2 separate regions of the Arachis hypogaea genome follow, and region 1 is linked to region 2. The links are chromatin contacts, called in public Hi-C maps. All regions are on one chromosome and are shown on one strand. Each heading gives the region's core, a stretch centred on a gene start, on an enhancer-like site or on the middle of the called end of the contact. The rest is flanking DNA. Distances are from core to core; before and after follow the strand shown.

The links. Hi-C and Micro-C count contacts between places; a contact is called where the count stands out from the background.
Region 1: a Hi-C map of leaf shows a contact between it and region 2, with 5 times the contacts expected there. The contact joins two enhancer-like sites. A contact is called at or near these places in 2 of 8 Hi-C or Micro-C datasets (leaf and an unstated tissue).

Annotation. Positions count from the first base shown.
Region 1 is chr19:155,386,390-155,391,710 of arahy.Tifrunner.gnm2.J5K5, forward strand. No RefSeq gene overlaps it. Among protein-coding and RNA genes, the nearest start is that of LOC140172884, 9.0 kb to the left of the region's middle. Within about 2 kb of position 2,677, at least 2 of the 3 cell types and tissues checked have open chromatin away from gene starts, as enhancers often do.
Region 2 is chr19:155,341,932-155,347,520 of arahy.Tifrunner.gnm2.J5K5, forward strand. No RefSeq gene overlaps it. Among protein-coding and RNA genes, the nearest start is that of LOC112775189, 13 kb to the left of the region's middle. Within about 2 kb of position 2,445, at least 2 of the 3 cell types and tissues checked have open chromatin away from gene starts, as enhancers often do.

The sequences.
Region 1 (5,321 bases), core at 1,427-3,926, 45 kb after region 2:
TACTTTATTAAATAATAGTTCATAGGCATATCAAAAGAAGAAAATTCATGAACGTGGAATGTTATTATTACATTACTTATATATATTTTTAAAAAAAATCTTATACATAATGGGATGATAAAGCATCAAATTGCTTTAAAATCGTACAAAGTTTTACACAATTTATGTAAATATGAAACTTTTAGTTTAATTGTTTAATTGATTAAATTTGATATATTTATTTTGAAAGTGAATCCAGTTGTGTAACAAACTAACAATACCATTATTATTACTCACGGTTAGTCTAAGGGGATCCTCGCCTTTTGGTACTAGAAATAAAGAAATGCTTAGTGACTGACATTTTTTTTTTCTTGTTTTACTTTATATTCAAATTATCATTAGTCAATTTTTCATTCTTTTAAGCTAAAAGTATTGATGCATTCATTGGGTAATTATGTTATTGGTTGTATAATTAGAATAAATTACTTTCGTAATTGATGTAGACGGTTTCATACTTTCATCTAATATGAAGGTCATGGCTAGGGTAGCACCCTTAATTAATACGAACTAGATATTTATACATGAGGCACAAATAATGTTCGATTATATCTCTCTTTTCCGGTGGGAAAGAAAATCATTAAATCAGGGTTGATAGATGGTGTCTATTGTCTAAGAATGATCAAGCTACATTTGCACTTATTTTAATCTCACTCTTTGATGTCAATATCTTTTGTTATGATTCTACCCGGTCCATGGAAGACATGGTTTTTAACATTCTTTCCTCAATTGTTGAAAAGTTGATGTATCCTAGAACCTGAGTTTGAATGGCACACGCTATGAATAAGTAAAAAGCGGTGAAATAGGTTGACTTGAGGAGCCAGCTTAGAAAATAAATGAGCAATTTTCTTCAACTACCAAGATTTATGTGGAAATTGAACACAATATTAATAGAACGACCACATGTTTTCATAGTATAGTATAGTGTGTCCCACCCACATATGGTGTAGGAGTATGAGAGAAAAGTAGCCACATGTTTGTTGAATTTGACTGGAGCCATACGTTTTTTTGTCTCCGGATTCACATATAGCTAGTTACATTCCAAAATATTCATCACGACATGGGTGACAATGAATCAAGGGATGGCAAAATATTCAACAATAATCCTTAAATTATGTTACATAAAAACATGATTTATTATAAGATTCGTGAGCAATATATGCAGGATCTGAGCGAGTCATGCCAATGACTAGTGAGAAGTGACTGTCACATTTAGTAGCTGTTAGGGAGCATCAACTACACTATATAAGCAAGGGCGAAACAAATACTATTTATATATTTCCATTGGAAGAGGCCGCACTAATAGAATAATATATAGTCAACTTTATAGTCACCAAAAAAATATAGTCAACTTTATGAGGTGAATGTCATGGTGCTCCAAGGATGTTTTGATGTTTTAGTGGTCTATAAATAATTTAATTAAAAACTATATATTAAAAGAACATGCACTTCTTCTACAATATTAGAGGAGTTAAACTCCACTTTGGTATTTAAAATTGACGAGTTGCACATTTGATCTCTGACTTTTCAATTGCTACAATTTAATTCTCTAGACTTTTACCAATATAGTCCATTCTCAACGCCGTTAGTGAGATAGCTCAAGTCTTGCCATGTTGAACATATTAAAACGACATTTTACACGTTTTGACGCTAAAAGAGCACTAAATGATATCATTTCAGGATTTGAACAATATTAAAAGAAAGGGGTATAACGTTTTAGTATTGTTGTCGTCGTTTAGTGCATTCTTTAGCGCCAAAACGCAAACTATGTTGTTTTAATATGTCTAGCATGACAAGACTTGAGCTACGCCATTATACGAAGAATTACATTTGAACTTTTTTTTATAATAACAAATTAAAGAGCATAAACAACTGAAAAAAACATCTTCAATAATACCCAAGAAAAAACAATATTAAAATAAAATCTCGTCTTCCTCTTTCCAACTTCAAAAATAGGTTCGGCACTCATGGTTCATTCATCACAAAATTTCTTCATTTTTTCTCAATAAATAAGAAATCTAAATTAAAATATGTATATTTATAACATAAATAAATAAAACGATAATACTAAAAAAAAAACAAAACTTATTTTATTTAATATTTATAATATTTATTAATTATTATAATAATTAATAAATATCAAATAAAATAAATTTTAACTATTTTTAACTAATATTTTTTTGCTACTTGTAAATAAAATTGTCCTCTTCAATATGAAATACATCGCGCCATGGACAACAAATTACCGACAAACCTAGGGCGCGTGACAAATCAGGTCAATCTACTATGCTAAAGTCTCCCATAAAACTAGGCCTGTCAAACCTCATTTTGTTATATAAATTTAAATTTTAAAATTTTAAATCTTAAATTTTAGTTCATCCTTTTTTGGCACGGATTGATAGACTAGTTTATTTTTGTTTTTTTTTTCTTGTTTTTTACAGTATCCTCTTATCCTTATGGATTAAGGATAAATTTTTATCTATTTAAAAATTTACTGACTAATCAACAAACTACTTCATAGTTTTTTCAAATATTTTTAATAATTAAAAAGCCTAAAAAGCCCCCAAAATCTAAAGGAACATGGGCTGTCCCTTTTAGTTTTTTGTAACATGTATCCAAACACATAATACTCAAATGCACAAAAATGCTACACTACCTTTAGCTCACCGGGCTGGTTAGGCGGGGTGAATCAGTGGGCCTAGTCATTTAGGTTTGTTTAAATTCTTCCCTTTTATTTTATTTTATTTTTTTTTCGATTTTGTTAAGTAGACAATCATTTTTATAAGGTGAAAACTCAGATGCAGTCGACTTCACCTGAGTTTTCACCTTTTTATAAACAATGTGAACAATGAGTTTTAAAATTGACCAAATAAAGTAAAAAAATACTCTATACCTAAATTACCTCCTAAACCTTAACATTAAAATAACCATCTGCACGTTTAGTGAATTGAACATCCAGCCATTGTTAACTGTGCATGAGTAATCGAATCAAAAGAAATAACCATCTAATTAAAAATAATGAACATAATCATCTACATATTTATTGAATTAAACATCTGACATATCCATTGTTCACATTTGTTCCGTACGTATAGGGCCGAGGTATCACGACTCCTTCTGCCTGCTACAGTGCTCAGGTGGAAGAGGTATACGTCGGCTGAGTTGGAACACCTGCAAAAAGCACTCCGACGCTCAAGTAAGAATGTGAGTTATGAGAAAATAAGAGAAGTAAATCAGAATGAGTTCTGTGACCTGTTTTACTCCGAGGTTACCTATGTGCTTATATAGGCGTTGTTAGTGTGTTCGGTTGTCGTATCTTGCGGGATTCTCTGTAACTTCCGAGGTTATCATAATGACGTTTGGAAATGTTGGTTACGCTCCGAGCTTATCTTAGTTCATCCTGATTTGGTGGGTTTGTTATTAGGTAACGTCCTTATCCGAGGTATATGTTCGGTTTGGAGGCCGAGGTATACGCTATGTATCATAGCCCCCAAGCTTGCTTTGTTGTAAGAAAACAAAGGCGAGCTTCTGAGCTTTACCTCGGCCGAAAAATTTTTCTTCTAGTGGTAGTCCTGTCCCCCGAGCTTGCCTTGGTTTTCGTTGGGAAAGGAAGTTCGTTTGTGGCATTTAATTAGCGCTTCGTTTCCTGCACTGGAAATGATTGATGTGGAATTCATGGCTCAGCTTTCGAAGGTATTGTAACCGTTGGATGTTGATGTAATAAATAGATGGCTGAGATTGGAACGGTTATCAATGAATGTAAAAAGAAACCGTTTCGGTTTCCTTTGTAGTTTTATTACCTGGCTTGTTTTGGGTGAGCCCCCAGTTTTACTTTTTTGCTTCTTCACTTTAAGCTTTTTTCGGAGAAAAAGATGAGTAGCAAAGGTAGGTTTTGATATCTTCTGGTTTTTTCCCTTTCTTTTCTGCTCTTGTTGTTTTGTTGTCTCTTTGTAATGGAAAAGGGTAAGACTGTTGTGGTGGATGATGATCCTTGTAGCTGGGTAAGCGAGCAGGTGAAATGTTGTGTGTCCCAGTTTTGTGATGTGGAGTCGGTGAAGGCGTTGGGGTCTAATGTGTGGGTTAGGGATGGTCAGAATGTGAGGGTAGAGTTTTTACCTTGTGGTAGGGACGATCGCGTGTGTGAGAAAGTTGATGGGTGGTCCTACTTTTACTGTTACTCGTGTTTGTTTACTGAGCTCGGGGTTCGTCTTCCTTTTACCGATTTTGAGTGTGGTGTTCTATTTTGGCTGAACTGTGATCCTTTCCAGTTGCACCCTAATTCATGGGGTTTTGTTAGAGCTTTTGAGAACTTGATGGATCTCCTGGAATACCCTCCTTCCCTTGCGGTCTTCTTTTCGTTGTTTCAGACTAAGGGTGTTAGACGTGGTGTGTGGATAAACCTTAGTAGCCACCCTCGCTGCGCTGTATTTTCCCTTTATAAATCATCTTTTAAGGACTTCAAGACGATGTTTGTGAAAGTTAGGAGCGTGGAGGAGGAGTTTCCATTTTACTTAACTGAGTTTTTAGAAGAAAGGTTCCCTGTTTCCTGGTCGCCCGACCTTGTTAAGGTTCTTGATGTACATGATAGGGTGTCTGATGAGAATATTATGTTGGAGTTTCTATTAGAGGTGTCAGAATCAGCAGGGCTATTGTCTGTTGCGGAATTGTTAAAGTGGGATACCGATAAGGAAGCCGTGTTGGATTACCTAGGTAATTCGTTTTGAAAATGTCCTTTAGTGCTGTTGTGTAGTTCCGTCTGACTTGTTGTTTTTCTTTCAGCTGAGAAGGCGCTGACCATTACTACTGCTGGATTGAAGTCCTTTTTTTAGTCAGAGGAAGAAGACAGAGAAGGAGGGGTCGACGAACACAAAGAAGGATGGTGCTGCTATTCCTTCTGAGGTAAATCCTCGGCCAAAAAGAAAGAGGGCCAAGAAGGAGGACGAGATGGCTGAGAGCAAAGAGGGGGATTCACCTATTTTGCCAATCGTTGAAGCTACTTATGAATCTCAGAAGCGGCTTCATGCTTACCGTGAAGATGACAATATAAGGTCGCTGTGGTCGAGGTTTTTTCCATTTGCTACCCTTGCTGACTAGTTGTGTCGCTTTCCCGAGGACTTGAAAATGATTGACGAGGTTGGGCGAGCTGGCATCAGTCGCTTTCTTCAGGTATTTATAGTTATTTTGTTTATTGTGGTTATTTCTCTTTTTGTTATATGACTGTTGCTTTTTGGTCGTAGGTTGTAGGTGCCAGGATAGTTGCTGTGGGGAGGGCTCAAGAGCTTGCC
Region 2 (5,589 bases), core at 1,195-3,694:
GTCATCTCTAAGCACTGAGATCAGAATGCGATATTTGATGCTGCGTTATTTTGTGTTAACTTTGATTTTTTTGAAATAAAAAAAAAGTTGTTGCTATTGAAGATTTGGATGGAATCTGAATATATTGTTCTTGATGCTGCATTAGTTTTGTTTAATTTTTGAAATAAAAAAATAGTTGTTGTTGAAGATTTGGATGGAGAGAGTGAAACATGGAAGAAGGAGGAGGGAGGAGCCGAGAAAGTAAATAGAGGAGAATAAAGGGGAGAGATGATGATAAAGGATAATTTAGTTCAAAAATTTGAAAAATGATGATTTTAAAACGTTCACTAATGTTGAGGATGATTTTAATAAGAAAAAAATGTCGAGAATAATTTTAATTTTTACCCAAGATGTTAGAGACGAAAAAAGTATTTAACTCTAAAAAATATTTTAGAGAACATAAATAGAGTATATATAACTATATAAGTGTTTACATAATAAATAAAAATATACTTTTATTATTATAATAAAAATGAATGTACTTTTATTATTATAATACAAATTAAATGTCAATAAATGAATACTTACAAAAAATTAATGTATACACATTAAGAAAATAAACTAATATAAATGACAATAATATGATATTATTTTTATTTAATAAAAGAAGAATATAAAATATTACAATATTAATAAACTAAAATTATATAAATAAACTAAAAAATAAAAAAATGGTAATTTTGTACTGAATATTTTTGTTTCTCGAACATTTTCGCAAAATAAAATGGAGCATTAGCAATTGGATTCATAAAGGAGTAAACTACCATTTCTACCCATAAAAGTTGAAAACGCTGATATATCTACTTATAGAAAATAAAAATTACCATTTGTATCCATAAAAATGGTTTTTACAAACAAAATTATCCAAACCCTACAAAATTGAATAAAATTCCTAAACTACCTTTCTCTCCACCACTACCACTATCATCTTCTTCCCCCTCCTCTCTCTCTCTCAATGTTCTGAGCGACCCAATCCCAACATCAACCACATTATCGCTCAATACCACCGTCTCACCCTCCTCCTCAGCCGTCACCCTAACCCTTTCGGCCGCACACTCCCCTATCGATGTCGATCGCGACTCAACAGCACCACCACCACCACTATCACCATCAGCCATCGCTGCAGTTAACTTCACCACCTGAATGGATTAGGTTTTCTCTGCACACACATTCAAAGACTGCGACTTTTTAAGGGTTAATCGAAAACACTCATGAGCAAGGTTAAGATCTATGACTCTAACCCTTAATCCTCCAAGCTTTCGCCATTGATTTCATTGTCTCCCTCGAGAACTCCCGCGTCGCCAACATCAACTCCGAGCCTCCGACATCTCCACTGCACACTCCTGGCTCTCCATCCGCATCCTCCCCTTTCTGTCCGCCATCTCCGTCGTCGCCATCACCGTCGGCAACGAGTACCTCACCACCACCGTTGACACGACTATGGTGGCGCCGGCGCTAACGGAATGTTTGAGTGGTTGTGTGAAGTGAGGATCGTCGATGGGGTCCATGGAGGCGCACTTGCGTTTGAGGGGGAGTTCCAGTGGTTCTTAATGGTATTGTCGGTTTTGCCGAAAAGGAGTCGGGTTATAATGGCCCATTTGTTGCCGAACCGAGCGTGAGCTCTGATTATGGTGTCATCTTCTTCGGAGGTGAAAGTCCGATGCTCCACCTGTGGGGAGAGCTGGTTGCACCATCGGAGCCTGCAAGATTTGCTGTAGCAGAACATTAAGAGAAAGAGAAAGAGAGAGAGAGAGGAGGGAAAGAAGATGATAGTGATAGTGGTGGAGAGAAAAGTAGTTTAAAAATTTTATTTAATTTTTTAGACTTACTTATAAAATTATTTTTTATGAGTACAAATAGTAATTTTTATTTTATATGAGTAGATATGTCAACGTTTTTAACTTTTGTGAATAGATATAATAGTTCATTCATAAAAAATGAATCTATCGAAAAGAATAATAAAGAATGAGATATTTTCGAAATACAAAAGTTGAGCCAGTGTACTGTACCGTGTAGTGTGTATAGAGACAAAGCACGTGGGAAGCGTCCCTCTCCCTTTCATGGGAAACAAGGAGTGTCATCGTGTAAGTCGCTGAAAGGATGACGTGTCACAATAGGCGGCAAGTATTAGCAGCCACGTCATCAGTATAGCCCCATAGAAAAAAGAGTGAAGAAGAAGGAGGCAGCGGCAGCACTTTCCACTCACCCACCTCGCTAGGACACTTGTCCCATTATCGACACGTGTCGCATCACCGTCGGTTGGTTTTGGCGCCAATGAAGGCGGTGGGTTCCACGTCGGCATTATTGGCGGGAAACCGAAGCAACCTCCTCTCTCTCTACTCTCACAGTCACAGTGTCACTAACCCTTTTTCTTTTGCGTATCCCACATGCCCTTCTTTTCTCCCGATGACCCTATCTCTTTGGCGCTCCACTCTCCCCATTGGTCAACTCAAACCTCATCATCATCATCATCATCCATGCATGCATGCATACTCCACATCTTCCATTTCCACACCACATGTCCATGCTCCATGGTCCATGGCATGCCACACGTGACTCGCCATCATGACAAGTGAAAATATCTTATAAAAATGGGACACAGAATAATGCATATACAAATATGGTCACGCACACTCTCACACTCTCGCTCTGCTACACTCACGTCACGTGATCTCCTAATTATATATATTCATACTTGGATTAAAATAAAAATGGAACCTTATATATTTAAAAATTTGCCACTTGCATATAAAAGAATTTGCATTTTGTAATTACAAATATAGTTAAACAAAAAAGACAATATCCTAATTTTATCTTAAATACTACCTGAAGACGTTTTATACCTTTATTCAATTTATTATATCTGATTAATTATTTATTGTTTTTTTATTTCTATATATATTCACGAGCGCGATTATTACAAGATACCAGCGTCACTTTTTATTTTGTAGGGCAAACCACGTAAATAAGTCAAGGGATAAAAAATTTACGTAAATCAACTAAATTAAAATTGGTTTATGAATTAATTAAGAGACATTTTATATATGTTTGAATCAGCATAATTCAAACTTCATTTTTATGTAATTCAAATCAGTTCGAATCGCACTGATTTGAATTACACGCACACACCCACTATAATTCGAATTACATCCACAGTTATTCGAATCAGGATGATTCGAATTACACACATACACTACATAATAATTTAAATTGGCCAGATTCGAATTACTCATAATTTAATTTTGTCTATTCTTTTATTAAAAAATTAATAATTTATTAAAAATTAATAATTTAAAAATTAAAAAATATATATTTTATTTAATGCATTAAAAAAAGCTAACAAAATATTTAATTACGAGACTTCTTTAAAATATTAATGAGCTATCAATTCGAATTTCATACAATACTCTTTTGTCTATTTTTAATAACTCGTGAATATTTTTTTATAAATTTTTTTAATAAATTTATTTAAATTATACCACAAAAAAATATTTTATTCTATACAAAATAATTTTAAAAAATGGCTTAAAAGATGTTAAGCGTACTATAAAAATTTATAATGTCCTAATGACTTAGGACATTAAAAAATATTCTACATAGTCAATAATAATTTAAAAATAAAAAAATATAGTTATAACCAGTATTTACCTAAATTACTAGAATATTACAAACTTTTATAATACTCCTAATATTTTTTAAGCCAAATAATAATTTAAAAATTTTACATAGAATAAAGGGCATTATGGCTTAAAAATACTTACTCCTAACATGTTCTATTTGTTTTTCGAAATACTTACTCAACATAAATAAATCAAAAATAAAATAAAAATTTCTAAATTTTATAAACCAAATCTATTACTTTAAATAAATACTCACTTCTAAGATCATTTTTCAGTTTAAAATAACTTGGTGATAGATTTAATTTCCTAAAAGAGTAAGGGTATATATTAATAACCTGTTATAGGTATTGTTTTCTTCTATATTAATACTACAATATAATGAAAGAACCATACTTAGTAAGACTGTTCCATTAGACATTACCTAACTTTTATATCTATGTTGTGGGTTGATTTCATAAAATATTTTTTAGACGTTTGTGTTTCTTAAATAACATTTTATTTTATATTTGATAAAAAAATATATATTTGTATTTTTAACTTTGAAACGTTAAAAATTAAATAATATTATATATCAATAATTATTTACCTTTTTATTCTTTGTTATATATGTATATTTATTAAACTTATTTTAAATATGAAAAATAATTTTTACAAAATACCATTTTTGTAACTTATTCTTATTAAAAATTATCTTTGATTTTAATTTACTAAATATGAAACACGAACACGTGTCTGCATGTTAGACACGACATTTATCGACATTCGTTCTACACGTGTCTTAATAAAAATAAAAATTATTCTCCAAACACGTTTAGACACACCTAAATAGCATTACGTGTCAGCATGTCCAACTTTATTTTTAATATATATTTTTGAAATAAATTTAAAAATATTATATATTATTATTTATGAAAATAAAAAATATTTTAAATACTTTATAAAAGACATTAAAAATAATTAACAAATTAATTTATATTTTAATACCAATAAAATATTAAAATATCATTACGATTTATCTAAACAATAATAATATTTTATAGAGGCCAATGAGTTATAACTCAAATGGCATAGTCTCCTCATACTCATCTATGAGGTCGCGGGTTCGAGTCTCCCTATCTTTGGTAAAAAATATATATATATTTTATAGAGCAAATATTCAATCCGGTCCCTAACCATTTGGAGAACGGACAAAGCGTCCCTTGAAGATGTGAAATTGACCCATCAGACTCCAACCACACATAGAGCTGCTTATAGTGCACTTTGCGATCGAATGGGAGAAAGTGGGGAGTTTCTCCGCTACGTGGATATGTCTTCCTCCAAATTGAGACTAATCGACCCTCCCGGTTTCAGAAATAGTGTCGTCAAGGCTGGATTGAATCTTCTTCCAATTAGGGTTTGGGTCTTTGTTGTAGTCACATTAGGAGATTATTATATGCAAGTCATCATTGGGAAAGACGGTGGTTGCTACTCACGAAGCAAAATCGATACGAATGCTGATGCACAAAGCGAGGGTTCAAGTGTGATGCTGGGCTCGACCGGTAGCTTCCGAAAAGGTGTGAATATGAGGAAGAAAAAATTTATAGCACCTACATGTAACTACGGAACATATGCCATATTGTTTGAATTAAGTACCATGGACAATGCAATCAGGCTCTTCTAATGGTGTGCCTATTTTAAGGTAAATATAAATTGAAGTTGGACATTCTCCAGTTTTACATTCATTCTTTCTTTCTTTCTTTCTTTCTTTTTTCTTTCTTGTCTTAGCATCAAGTTCATGTGTTGTTGTAGACTAGAACTTCTCACTGCAAATTCTTTACTTAGCTGGATGAATATGTGAAATCTTTTCATGTTAAAGATGTTACAAGTTCTAATAAATTCGTGGATCAAGTTAAGAGATTGGAAGAGAAGTTGAAATCCATGAAATTGTTGA